Regions from separate parts of the Rattus norvegicus genome. Here region 2 is linked to region 1. The links are chromatin contacts, called in public Hi-C maps. All regions are on one chromosome and are shown on one strand. Each heading gives the region's core, a stretch centred on a gene start, on an enhancer-like site or on the middle of the called end of the contact. The rest is flanking DNA. Distances are from core to core; before and after follow the strand shown.

What was found. A called contact is a pair of places that touch in the nucleus more often than the background predicts.
Region 2: a Hi-C map of kidney shows a contact between it and region 1, with 2.8 times the contacts expected there. The contact joins the promoter of Lrrc3c here to the enhancer-like site in region 1. A contact is called at or near these places in 3 of 12 Hi-C or Micro-C datasets (hepatocytes, kidney and liver).

The regions. Positions count from the first base shown.
Region 1 is chr10:84,068,216-84,074,725 of GRCr8, reverse strand. No RefSeq gene overlaps it. Among named protein-coding and RNA genes, the nearest start is that of Zpbp2, 16 kb to the right of the region's middle. Within about 2 kb of position 5,120, at least 7 of the 93 cell types and tissues checked have an H3K27ac peak or open chromatin away from gene starts, as enhancers often do. A contact at or near this core is called in hepatocytes, kidney and liver, where this site is marked.
Region 2 is chr10:84,102,256-84,108,922 of GRCr8, reverse strand. It overlaps Lrrc3c (leucine rich repeat containing 3C), which reads right to left and starts at 3,857. Exons shown (of 2, transcript NM_001398593.1): 1 at 3,783-3,857; 2 at 2,526-3,330. The coding sequence starts at 3,293. The coding sequence ends at 2,526.

The DNA.
Region 1 (6,510 bases), core at 3,871-6,370:
AGGGGGAGGAGACACAGGGAGGAGGATGGGGAAGAAGAGGGGGAAGAGGAGGAGGGGGAGGAGGAGGACACCATATTGCTTCCCGATGATCAGACATGTGTAACAAAACGGCAGGTTTACAGATAAGTTGGGAAAATAACTTAGCGTTTTGATACAATTATATTTACTAGGCAGATCACCAATTAATGCAAAATGAAATTTGTAAAATACAAAATACTTAGGAAAGCATCAGACAAAGGGTATAATCGAGCTCTAATCCTTTGTTATAAAATATGAGAGATCTTAGAAAAGACTAAACAAAAGATAACTATAACACTGGGATTTAGCTCAGTGGTAGAGCGCTTACCTAGGAAGCGCAAGGCCCTGGGTTCAGTCCCCAGCTCCGAAAAAAAGAACCAAAAAAAAAAAAAAAAAAACCACTGGATTATTAGAAGACATGACATTGTAAGAATGTTCATTTTTTTTTCTTCCATTAATTTAAAGACTCAGGACAATCCCAACAGTTGATTGTCTGATTTGAAAATGCAAAAGATTAAAACCAGCCATGGTTTAAAAAACCAAAACCAAAACCCATTCATTTATTTTTGTTTTTGTTCCTGTGCATGCATGTGTGAGCTCAGGTTTCACCATGTGTGTGCAGTACCTACGGAGGCCAGAAGAGGGAGCAGCACTCCCTGGAATGGTGTTACAGGAGGTTGTGTGCTGCCCGATGTGGGTTACGGGAACTGAACTCATCTCTTCTGCGAGAGCAGTTAAGGGCTCTTAACAGCTGCGTCATGTCTCTAACCACAGCCATGGTATTCTTCAAAAAGATCAAGGTAGAAAAACTTGTTCCACTAGATTAAGGACTGATTATAAAACCTGTAAATATTTCAGTGTGGCACTGGAGCTGTGGTAGACAAAAACAAAACCAGAAGGAGACGTCTCAGAGACGGGTCCCAAGTGTACAAAGATACCTGTTATATGAGAAACTAATGCCTGAAGATTAGTGAGAAAGCCTAGAGCCAGGACAGCGGGACACCCACAGATTAGTAGTACTAAATGCCATCCCTCCACTTCTAGTAACTCCAGAAGCACAAACGTGAAAGGCAAAACTGTATAAGGAAAGAGAGGGACAGCAAATGGAGCAGAGACCGAAGGAAAGGCCATTCAGAGACTGCTCCACCTAGGGACCATCCCATTTGCAGACAACAAACCCAGACACTACTGCTGATGGCAAGAAGTGCTTGCCGACAGGAGCCCGGTATGGCTGTCCTCTGAGAGGCTCTGCCAGCACCTGACCAATACAGATGCAGATGCTCACAGCCAACCATCAAACTGAGCCCAGGGAACCCCATGGAAGAGCTAGGGGAAGGACTGAAGGAGCTGAAGGGGACTGCAACCCCACAGGAAGAACAAGATCAGCTAACCGGACCACCCAGAGCTCCCAGGGACTAAACCACCAACCAAAGAGTACACATGAGGGATCCATGGCTCCAGCTACACATGTAGCAGAGGATGGCCTTGTCAGGCATCAATGGGAGGGGAGGCCCCTGGTCCTGTGGAGGCTCCATACCCCAGCATAGGGAAATGCTAGACATGAGTTGGGAGTGGGTGAGTGGTGGAGGAGTACCTCAGAGAGGCAAAGGGGAGGGGGAAGAGGAGGAATACGATGGGGGGGTTGTGGAGGGGAAACAGAGAAAGGGGATATCATTTGAAATGTAAACAAATAAAATGATTAATAATAATAATAAAAAAGAAGATGGTTTCTAGAGACAGGCTTCCTGTATTTGCTTAAGAGTCTAGGCAAGGATCCGAAATGGTCTTGGTCAAACAGTGTAGAGGACATTTAATAACCACCTCTGGTCCGGCTGTGGGAGCTTGGGGAGTCCCTGGCTGCAGGGGTCATTTAGATTACTAGCCACCTCCAGTTCTGGTTGTAGGACCTTGCTATGGCCTGACCCAGCAGATAGCACAGATTACAGGCTGTTAGTCACCCCTGGTCCCCAGCTTCCTGGATAGAAGGGCAGGTTGCACATCCACTCCTTGGAGATGTCAATCCTGCGTATGTAACAGTCCTGGTTTCTCTGGAGATCTGTGGGCACAAAGACCTTTGTGCTGTGTTCCCAGAAACAGCTCTAAGACCCCGGGTAATTATTTAAGATACATGTTTATGACGAATGCTCTTTTCCAGAGCCATGATTCTCAGAATGAATGGTACTGTTTGGGTTTGTATTTGATGCTCTTTTGTGTTGTTTCAGCTCCCCTACCTATGTTCTTAGTCAACAAGGGACAGACGGTCCTAGGCAAGTATCAAGGCTAATGAACAGCACAAGAAAATGGCCTTAGTCAAAGACATGCAAAAATGACGGAGCCAGGCTGGCGAGATGGCTCAGTGGTTAAGAGCACTGACTGCTCTTCCAAAGGTCCTGAGTTCAAATCCCAGTAACCACATGGTGGCCCACAACCATCTGTAATGAGATTGGATGCCCTCTTCTGGTGTGTCTGAAGACAGCTACAGTGTACTTATATAAATAAATCTTTAAAAAAAATGACGGAGCCAGGACTAGTACCAGAAAGCCCAGGTCCTCCTGCCATAGACTACAGATGTCTTCTGTGCTTGCTTTCTATCCTTTAAGGGAGCTATGCCTTGAGAGACACGTTAAACGCACTGGCTTGTCAGACGCCATGGTGTCTCTGTAATCCCGGGTGCATGGGGGGCAGCATTGTGAGGATCCAAAGGTCAGGGTCTGCCTGGCCATCGGAACAAGATCAAGGCTAACCCAGGTAAATCAGTAAGGCCCTGTCTCAACAAAAGCATATGGCCCGAAGATGGGCAACTCCTGGGGGAGGAAACAAGGTTGTTTTTTTTTAAAAGATTTGTTTTTATTTATTTTATATATGTGAGTACACTGTTGCTGTCTTCAGACACACCAGAAGAGGGCATCAGATGGTTGTGAGCCACCATGTGGATGCTGGGATTTGAACTCAGGACCTCCAGAAGAGCAGTCAGTGCTATTAACCACTGAGCCATCTCTCCAGCCCGGAAACAAGGTTTTTTTTTAATAAAGGATTAGGGATATAGTTCAGTTCTTGGAAACTTGGAAGCATGGTAAGAGCCTAAGTTCAACTCCAAGGACCACAGAAAATAAAACCAAACCTAAAGACTTGGCAGGCATGGTGGTGTTCACCTGTGGTCCTACCTACTTTGGAGGCTGAAGCAGGTGGGGATCCTTTTCACCCAGGGGTTAGAGGGGCAACACATGAGTTTCTGGGTGTAATTCTTGCAGAGGGAGAATAGTGATAGAGGAGAATTGTAAGAAGGTTTTAAACGAACTTACAATGTGTTTGTTTTTAAAACTGGAAATAGCCAAAAGCCTCTAAGGAGACAAGGAAAAGAAAACACAAAAGCCAACAACTGGCAACAGAAGCTGTGACCTCGGGCCTTTCCATCCATGCCCCCGTTCCTCATCAGTGATTCAGAGGCCTATTATTTATTAATTAATTCCCTGGGCATAAGTTAGGGCTGTTCCCACTAAGCCTGCAACTTATTTAACCCATTTAAACTATTCCACACCTGCTTCCTTCTCACTTTTATACATCCAGCTTCCTCACAGTGCCGGTGGTGAATCTCCTGCCTCTGACTATCTCCCAGAGTTCCTCTCTCTCTGCCAGATGTCCCACCTTCTGCTTCCTGCCTTTTGCTAACAGTCCTGTCAGCATTTTTTTTTTCTTTTTTTCTTTTTTTCGGAGCTGGGGACCGAACCCAGGGCCTTGTGCTTGCTAGGCAAGCGCTCTACCACTGTGCTAAATCCCTAACCCCTCCTGTCAGCTTTTTATTGACAGGTGATGCGTTCCCACGTAAGAGATTATCCCTACAAGAAGCCACTTAGTAGCAAACGGACAGTGGTGTTCATTTGAACAGCTATGGCACAGCCACATCCACTGGGGACGGTGAGAGTCACGAAGCCAGCACGGCTGCTTGACACAGTTCCAGAGAAGTGGAGCCGATGGCAGCCACCACTGTCCTTCTGTCTCTCACTTTGGGGTTTTGGTCTCTGCATGTTTCGTTCTTGGGGACTTTCTGCATAATGATTCATTTTACGTCTTTTCTTGAGAAAATTATGTCTGAGTCTTCTTCGGAAATTAATAATAATTCTTCCTAATAATAATTAGGAATAATTCTTCCTAAAATTAACTCTATCTGGCCACTATTTGGGAGTCTCCCTTATGTCCTGGAGATCACTAAGCACAGATAAGCAGAGAGCTAGATGAGGCCATTATACTCCAGAGGTCTTCCTAGGGTATCTGCCCCTGAGCAAACTCAAACAGTATAACTGGTGCAGGGTAAATAGAGACAACTGACAGACTCTGACTGGCCAGGGGAATAGGTTAGAGATTCAAGGCCTCCCTTTGCAGTATGCTTAGAGCTCTCTGACAATGTGGTTTAAAGATGGGGGTTGTACGGGGTTCACCCCCGGGGGGTCGAGAACTTAGTACACAAGATCGATTGACTAAAATAAACACTTGCTACTTTACAGTGTAGACAATGGCATGTACGGTAGAAGGAGTTAGGTATTAGTATTTGCTGCTTATAAAAAGATCAGTACAGATATTTTGTTTGTCCGGAGTGCTTTCAACCACCAACGTTGCCAGCCTAAAAGCAGACTGTCGAGTAATAAACATGTTTGCTTTGGAGGAGACATTCTTTCGATTCTTCATGCTGGACTTATAGGGCTGGTCATAAGAATAAGATCTGGGGTTCGATCCCCAGCTCCGAAAAAAAGAACCAAAAAAAAAAAAAAAAAAAAAAAAAAAAAGAATAAGATCTGGGGGTTGGGGATTTAGCTCAGTGGTAGAGCGCTTGCCTAGGAAGCGCAAGGCCCTGGGTTCGGTCCCCAGCTCCGAAAAAAAGAACCAAAAAAAAAAAAAAAAAAGAATAAGATCTGTTCATCCGCTCTGTCTGTATTTTCTGTTGTCATTGAACTTGTAACCCTGGATATGTAATGAAGAAAATCAACCACAGAATCGGTACTCCTTGGATAATCATTAGTCTGTCTTTGCTCTGCGAACCCTGTATAAATAAAGAAGTACCTGGTTGCTGGTCGGTCAGAGGTTTCCTGAACACCATCACCTCACTTACTCCTCCCTGCCCTCCTTCTCTCCTCTGCCCTCCCTGTCAGCAGTGACCTAGCAAGCCCTGGCACAGCTCTGGACATTGAGGAAGTTCACACAGAGCTGACAAGCAGGAATGTGATGTTAAAGTCTATCTAGTAATTCACAGAGCAGTGACTGGGGCCTAGACATTGACTCTTGTAGGAGACTTTATGATTGGTTGGAAAGTTCATAAACTATTAGTCTTCTCTTCCCAAGTAGTCTGATAAGCTTGCTAGCAGGGTGGTGGAGCATAAATGTTCAAACAATGGTATTCTTTAAACAAACAAACAAAAAGGATTGACTTGTGTATTTTGCCTTTGTGTCTGTCCGTGTGCCACTTTTGTGCCTGATGTGAGAGAGGGCAGAAGAAGACACTGGATGCCCTGGAACCAGGGTTATGGATGGTTGTGAGACACCATATGAGTGCTGGGATCAAATCCAGGTCCTCTGAAAGAGGAGATAGGGCTCTTAACTGCTGAGTCATCATTGAAATTGTGTTATTTAATAAAATTTGTATGATCCGTGATTTTCTCTTACTTCAATGGTGTTTGGCATATGGCCAGAACATTTGACTAAAGTGTATTATCGGAGCTAAGGTATGCACTAATATCCTTAGCAGTTTCAAGCGAAAGCATCCACAAGACAGGCAGGCAAGACTCCCACTGTTAAAGCTTAGGCCTAGTAGCACTACAGCTGGTCGGATGGACATCACACCAAACAAATGGGACCCGAGTGTCCCTCTGTCATTAGTAACCTGCTGGTGTTGGAAACTACCCTTATGCCAGTGCAAAGGTCAGAACATTATGTAACAGCGATGCTTGGCAGACGACAGTTATGTGCCACCTGACTCCTTACAGACTCAGGACGAAAGAGAGCTGGGACTCTCTCTGCTTCACTGTGAGGACGCTTTACAGTTTGTTTCCACTGAACGATGTAAAGATTAGCTGTGGCGCCATCTCAGGACCTTTTTATGCTAATGAGAGAGAGGACTGGCTTCACTTAGTGACTGACTGTTCTGCACACCCTTTATATTTTGCCGTGTTATTTTTACACAGGTTATTTTGGACTAGGCTTCTCTGGGTGGAGGAATGTGACTCAGTAAACCACCAAGAAACCATTTCAAAGCTCAGAATAAACAGTCAGGGCTGGAGAGGTGGCTCAGTGCTTAAGAGCACTGACTGCTCCTCCAGAGGTCCTGAGTTCAATTCCCAGCAACCACATGGTGGCTCACAACCATCTGTAAAGAGATCCGATGCCCTCTTCTGGTGTGTCTGAAGACAGTGACAGTGTACTTATGTACATAAAATAAATAAATTTATATTAAGTGAGCAGGGGAGTCAAAAATTGACCTCTGGATGCAGACTTAATGGCTTT
Region 2 (6,667 bases), core at 2,608-5,107, 35 kb before region 1:
TCTGGAGTGGAGTGTCCCCATTGCTTTGCCCCTTCCTCCAGAAGGGTGTCCAGCGTCTCCACACCTTTGACCACTACCCGTGGTCACAGTTCTGGCTTTTTTTTTTTTTTTTTTTTTTTTTTTTTTTTAGTTTCCTGTAATTGGTGGGGGTGAAGCCTGGACCCTCTTTTCCTCTTAACTGCAACCTTGGCCCTACCGGGCTCTGTCCCACTAGAGCAGGAGACTTGTTCTCACGCCCTCGATTCAGGCCTCAGCTTCAGTGTCCGGGGCTTGCTCTCTGTCAAACCCCCTTTGTAGATAAGAAGGCTTTGGACAATCATCTCCAGTGTGGGGGGGTGACTTAGCTTGGTCAGGTTCAGAACTCCCCAGAGGAGAACCCTTCTAACTTTGGTCTGAGTTTCCCAGGATTCTCTGAGGAATCAGCAGGGTGAGGAAGTTGATGGTGGAAGGCTTCAGGGCCTCTTCTCCCTTTCCACTCCTTTCCAGGGACACCAACTCCAGGAAGTTGCCTATTCGTGCTAGGCTGGGGCCTATCCACAGGTGTCTGGAATCTTGCCTTAGAGTGGAGCTGGGTATATGAACTCAGCACGTCCAGGGAGAGGAGGTTAGTTTTGATATACTGGGTCCCTTGGAGAGGCTTACCGTTCTCTTCCTGGTCAGGCCATAGGTATAACATCAGCGAGGCTACCTACGGGTTTCACAGACCCATCTTAAAACCCACTCTATCCTCCCTGAATCCCGGCAGGGCTGGAGATTGGGGAAGCCAGGCCACCTTCTCTCCAGCCTTCCTCACACTTTCGAGTCCACCCGCACTATTTCATAGACTCTCTCCTACTGCTGGACTCCAGTGTCAGGGGCCAAAGCAGGAGAGAGATGGGTGGGCATGTAGCTCAGTGGGAGCAACCCACAGAGATGGGAGGTGAAGGCAGGACTCCACATTCTTCCTGCTCCTCTCTGCGCACCACATATGCTCAGTAAAATGAACAAAGAAACAGACCAACCAAGCTCATGAAAGGTTTTTTTTTCTTTTTTTTACTCATTTGTTCAATGATACTCTGGGGTTTCTGCTCAACCCCCAAATTGTTGTCATCCATATCCAGTTCAATCTCTAAATGGGGTCATCTTTCCTCCAGGGGAAAGGGCTCAGGGAAACTGCCAATGTACAAAGGAGAGGGCAGGAGGATGGGGAAATTTTAGGAAAGGAAGTAGGGGACCTTGATAGAAGTCCTTGATAGGGGACACAGGGAGAAGAGTTTGGGAGGTGAGAAGCGAGATGGAGGAGAAGTAGAGGGAGCAGAGGAAGAGCCCAGAGGCCCTTCTCAATATGGCCGCACCCTTGCTTTCTGTTCTCACCTCATATTGCTTCCACCATCCCTCGACTTCTCCACACCCTCCCTCCCACTGGCAAGGCTGGTCCCGTGGCCACCCACATGTTCCACATCTTCTCATAGCGTCCTTTCTTTTCTGCCTCTTCTTCCCAAAGCCCTCATTCTGGGTGGCTCTGTGTGTGTGTGTGTGTGTGTGTGTGTGTGTGTGTGTGTGTGTGTGTGTGTGTGTGTGAGAGAGAGAGAGAGAGAGAGAGAGAGCATGAGAGCATGCACGCACGTGTACACATTATTCATCAGCTCTCTCCCCATTCTTTCAGCCTCCAGTGGCCCACCAAACCTGGAGAGTATTGATCTGATTAGTCTGACCAGCCAATGAGCTCTAGGATCTGTTTGCCTCTACCCCAGCACTGGGTTTGCAGACACCCACCCTACGTACGCCCAGACTTTAAGTGGAGACTAGAGATCTGAGCTCAGGTCCTCCTGCTTGCAGGACAGACACTTTATCATGAAGCATCTCCCTAACCCCCCAAAGCCATCATTATTTTGGGGTCATTACACACATCTGTATGGCGAGGCCTCTGTGGTCACCTGCAGCCTCCTATAGCCACTGGCTTCTCCCTCTGAGCTGCTGCACACCCAGATGACTGTCCCTTCTGCCGCCCCCACCTCTGCCCCGTGGATTCGGGAACTTAGGATTCTCTGAGTTTAGCACAATCTCAGTATAGGAGGTACCCTCAAATCCAGACACCAAAGTGTTCCAGAGAATGATGGAGGGAGGGACGGAAGGAGGGAGGGAGGGAGGGAGAGGGAGGGAGAGAGAGAGAGAGAGAGAGAGAGAGAGAGAGAGAGAGAGAGAGAGCGCCAGAGCGAGCGCGAGCACCACAGAAGGTGTTTGGGGATGCAGGAAGAGATAGAACAGCAATTCTCAACCTTCCTAACGCTGCAGCCCTTCAACACTTGTTGTGATCCCCCAACCATAAAATTAGTTTCGTTGCTTCTTCATAATTATAATTTTGGAGCTGATATGAATTGTATTGTAAATATTTGATATGCAGGATATCTAATAGGTGACCCCTGTGAAAGGGTCATTGCACCCCCCACCCCATCCCCCGTTTGAGAACCGCTGGTATAGAGAGAGGACATGGGACAGATGAAAGGCTGGGGCACAGGGCCAAGAGCTTGGAGTGCTTCCGGTCTTCAGAGCACTGTGCTGAGCGTAGAGGAATCCTCTGAGCGCACAGGCTGCACGGGAGGAGCCCGCTTGACCGGGTGCCGCGTCTCATCCCGGTTCTGCCACACATAGTGGATCAGATAAGCCACTACCAGTGTCAGCCAGCCCCCCATGGTGACTAACAGGGCCACGTCCGTGCTCCTTCGGGTCCCACCTCGCCCGGTCCCACACAACTCTTCCTCCCCGGTGAGCAGAAGGAACTCGTGTCCCACGAGATCTGGTCGGGCTTCTGGACCACACACAATGCCTGTCCCCGAGCCTGGGGCTAACCTCACGTGCCTGAGCACTTCCTGTAGGGCACAGTCGCAGCGCCATGGGTTGGCGGACAGGTTCACTTGGATCTGCAGCCCCACGAAGGCTGCCACAGGCACAGATGCTAGCTGGTTGGCAGAGAGGTCGAGGTGGCGCAGAGTGGCCTCCAGGCCCTGAAAAGCAGCCCCTGAGAGATGAACAAGGACGTTATGAGACAGGTCTAATTCCTCCAGGGCCGGCAGGTGCTGGAAGGCGCCAGCTGGCACTGATGCCAGCTGGTTGGCATCCAGGTAAAGCTTTCGGGTGTCGTTGGGGATACCGCTGGGCACGGCACTCAGGCCAGCCCGGCTGCAGCGGAATGTCTGTTCTCCGGCTTCTTCTGCTATGTAGCAGCCTTGGGGCAGTGTCTGGGGGCTGGACACAGAGCGCCCTGTGCCTATCACCAGCAGGAGGGGCAGGAGGCGAGGAGCTAGTAGGAGCATGGTCGCAGATAAACATAATCCCGGACTGGAGGAGAATCTGAGTAATAGACGAACATATGACAGAGGACAAAGTTAGAATTCTATGTCCCAAGAAGCGCTCTCCGATTAGAGTCCCTAGGTGGGACCTCTCTGGACCCAAGCCACACCTTTCCAGGCTTTCTGAACCCTAGGACAGTTGGTCTGTCCGACCGCATCCCTCTGTCTCTTTCTGGCTGTCTCTCTGTCTCTGTTTCTCTCTCTCTCTCTCTCTGTCTCTCTCTCTGTCTCTCTCTCCCCCTCTCCCTCTCCCTCTCCCTCTCTCTTTCTCTCCAACAGGTCCCTGGGGAGGGGACTTCCTTAGACTTGGGTTCTATTGACTCTAGGTTAATCTATATGGTCCTTCTGTCCCTTTGCCCTGCTAAAATGGGCCTGAGGGGGATTTCCACGCTATTTCTTCTGCTTGCATATTCATTTCACTTACTGAAATAAACATTTTCGTCCTCTACGTACCTGTATGACTGCCAAGGGAGCCAGGCGAACACCAGCGGTTCTGGTTGGCACTAGTGTCACAAGAGGGATTTATTAGTGATAGATCCCAGGGTGTCCAGTCAGACTACCCACGTAGGTAGCCGGTACCTCTGGCCCCGCCCTCTGTGCTCATCAACTCCCTTTTCTGGAAGCATCTACCCCAGCCTGCCCCAGCTCTGTGTTCTTGGCTCAGTTCACCTCTCCACCTCCTCTGCCTTCTCCTTCCTGCCTCTCACCCTGGTTGGTGGCTGAGTCCTCTCCTGTGCTTCCGCCTTTCTCCCAGAAGTAGTCCCCCTGCCAGTGGGCTCTGGAGACCCGCTTCCTCCTTCAGAAGTCCTGTTTGTTTGAGGCAGCTGGAAGCTGTGACCTGGGGCCCAAGAGTATAGAGTTTCCTGGCATGTGACTCTAGGCCCCAGGTGTCAGATACCTGAGCCATGGCCTGGCCAGACAATGCCAAGAGAGAGCAGATCCCAGACCCTGATGTGAGGGAGACAGGCCTGGATTCCGTTCCCTGCCCCGGACTTTTTCCCCATAACCCAGCAGTTGCTATCTCCTATCAGCTGCTGAAAGCCGCCTCCCAGAACCTCCTTTTCTTGCCTAGACCCTGACTGGCCAAAAGGATGGCGGCTTGGTTGCCCTGGGTGCAGAATCCTGCGATTCCACCTCAGTAACTTGCAACCCAAGCCCCCTCCCGCTATGTTTTTGTTCTCTGGTGCCTGTCTTTTACTCAGAAACATCTAGAGAATGCCCCTGAATCTTCACAGGGCTAACCCTCTTGACCACCAGGCGGCGCTGTGGTTCCGTTTCCGTTTGCTGTTGTAGACGGTCACTCTAGGACTAGAGCCGGGTTCTTGAAGGCGCTTGGAGCCTGGTGTGGTGATTTTATGAGCTTTCCTGCCAAATTTTCACTCTGAACTAGGGGCCTAGGAAGGAAGGATTTGAGGTCTGAAGAGTGTTTGGATGTATTTCTGAGACCTCGTGTCTGAACAAAGACAGAATGTGGAGAGGCTCCATGCGGAATGGATGTGAGAGAGCTTGTACCGCTATTTTCTTTACATCTCCCAGAACCGTCTGACTTAATTGCAACACCAAGACAGGTTTCCCTGCTCCATTCCCCTGTTGTGTTTTGCAGGGGTGACCCTAAGTCATAGATATGAATGGCTGTGTACATTGGTTGGTCTCAGTTATGGGTCACAACACCTTGAGGGGGGTGTCAAACAACACTTTCACAGGGGTCACCTAAGACTGCTGGAAAACAGATATTTACATTACTAATTATAATGTAACACTAGCAAAATTACAGCCATGAAGTAGCAATGAAATTAATTTTATGGTTGGGGGACACTGTAACATGAGGAACTGTATTAAACGGTTGTAGCATTAGAAAGGTTTAGAACCTTACTGGGTTATTGTTATTAATTATTATTATTATTGTTTTTATTATCATTATTTTTTTTCTTTTTTCTTTTTTTCGGAGCTGGGGACCGAACCCAGGGCCTTGCGCTCGCTAGTCAAGCGCTCTACCGCTGAGCTAAATCCCCAACCCTATTATCATTATATTTATAGTTTGATATTTTGTCTCGTTATGTAGCCCAGGCTGACCATATGCTATGTAGTCCAGGCTGGCCTTGAACTCACACTTCTTCTTCCTTAGCTTCCCAAACCTTGCTGGGTTTTTGTAAGAGTTTGTGTTTGATCAGACACATAACTGTAGAGTCTGGTGCAAAATGAAATATGAGGGCTTTTGTTCACGAACTTAAGAATTTCAAGATAGTAATAGTGCAAACCTAGCCCAAGGTTTCTCCAAGCATTGACATGGGCTCTCCTGGAACCATGGACACTATGTCATGAGACTGTCCCTGGGACTTACTTTTGAAAATGCAGTTTGAGAAGTATGATGGGGTTAGGACCAGATGGTAGGGTACCAGATGTTATGGCCTCTGACTCATCCTTGTTTTGTTGGGAAGGGCATCTGAAGATCAGGGTGTGTGTGTGTGTGTGTGTGTGTGTGTGTGTGTGTGTGTGTGTGTGTGTTCCAATTTTCGGTACTGAATGAGAGGCCAACTAAGATGTTCTTGGGTCCCCAGCATATTTCCAATCCTTCTTCAAGTCTGGGACTGCAATGACTTATTCTTCAAAGCCTCTTCATCCTAACGACTGTTTATGGGCCCCACCATTCTGCTACATCCCCTCTCCTGATATCCTATGGGTGGTGGGAAGGAAGGATTTGAGGTCTGGAGAGTGTTTTGTGTGTACCTCTGAGCCCTCGTGTCTGAATGAAGTACACACACACACACACACACACACACACACACACACACACACAATTTGTTGCTGGTGGTCTTGGTTCTGTTTGTTTGGTCGGTTTTGGTTTTTTTGTTGGTTGGTTTGCATTTGTCCTGTGTGAGATGCTTTCCAGTTAAGGTTACACACTCTGCCACTGAATGCTTGGAAGTACACTTTTCAGCCTCCCATCCTGTTGTTCTCTTACCCTGGCAGGGAGATGATCCAAGGACCAAGGGCTGAGTCTGGCTGTTGCTGGGAGAGTTCTCTTGATGGACAAGGACATTTGCCAAGCCAAGAGTGGGACTGGCATGTGCCACGCACGGAGCAGTTAAAAGAGCAGCTGGCAATCTGCCCACGGGAGAGGCCACCTGGAGCTGTGCTTGTGGTTGATAAAGGGAGGCCAAGCCAGGGCTCAAGAAACGGGAGATCTGAGGGTACTCGAAACCGTGCTTAGGACCGTGTACACTACGGCGTGTGCTAATAGAGGTCAGAGGAGAAGATGTGCTCATCTGGCCATTTTAGACCAAGATTTATGTGTACTATTTTTAAGAAAGTTGTGTGCGCGTTTGCATACCTGTGTG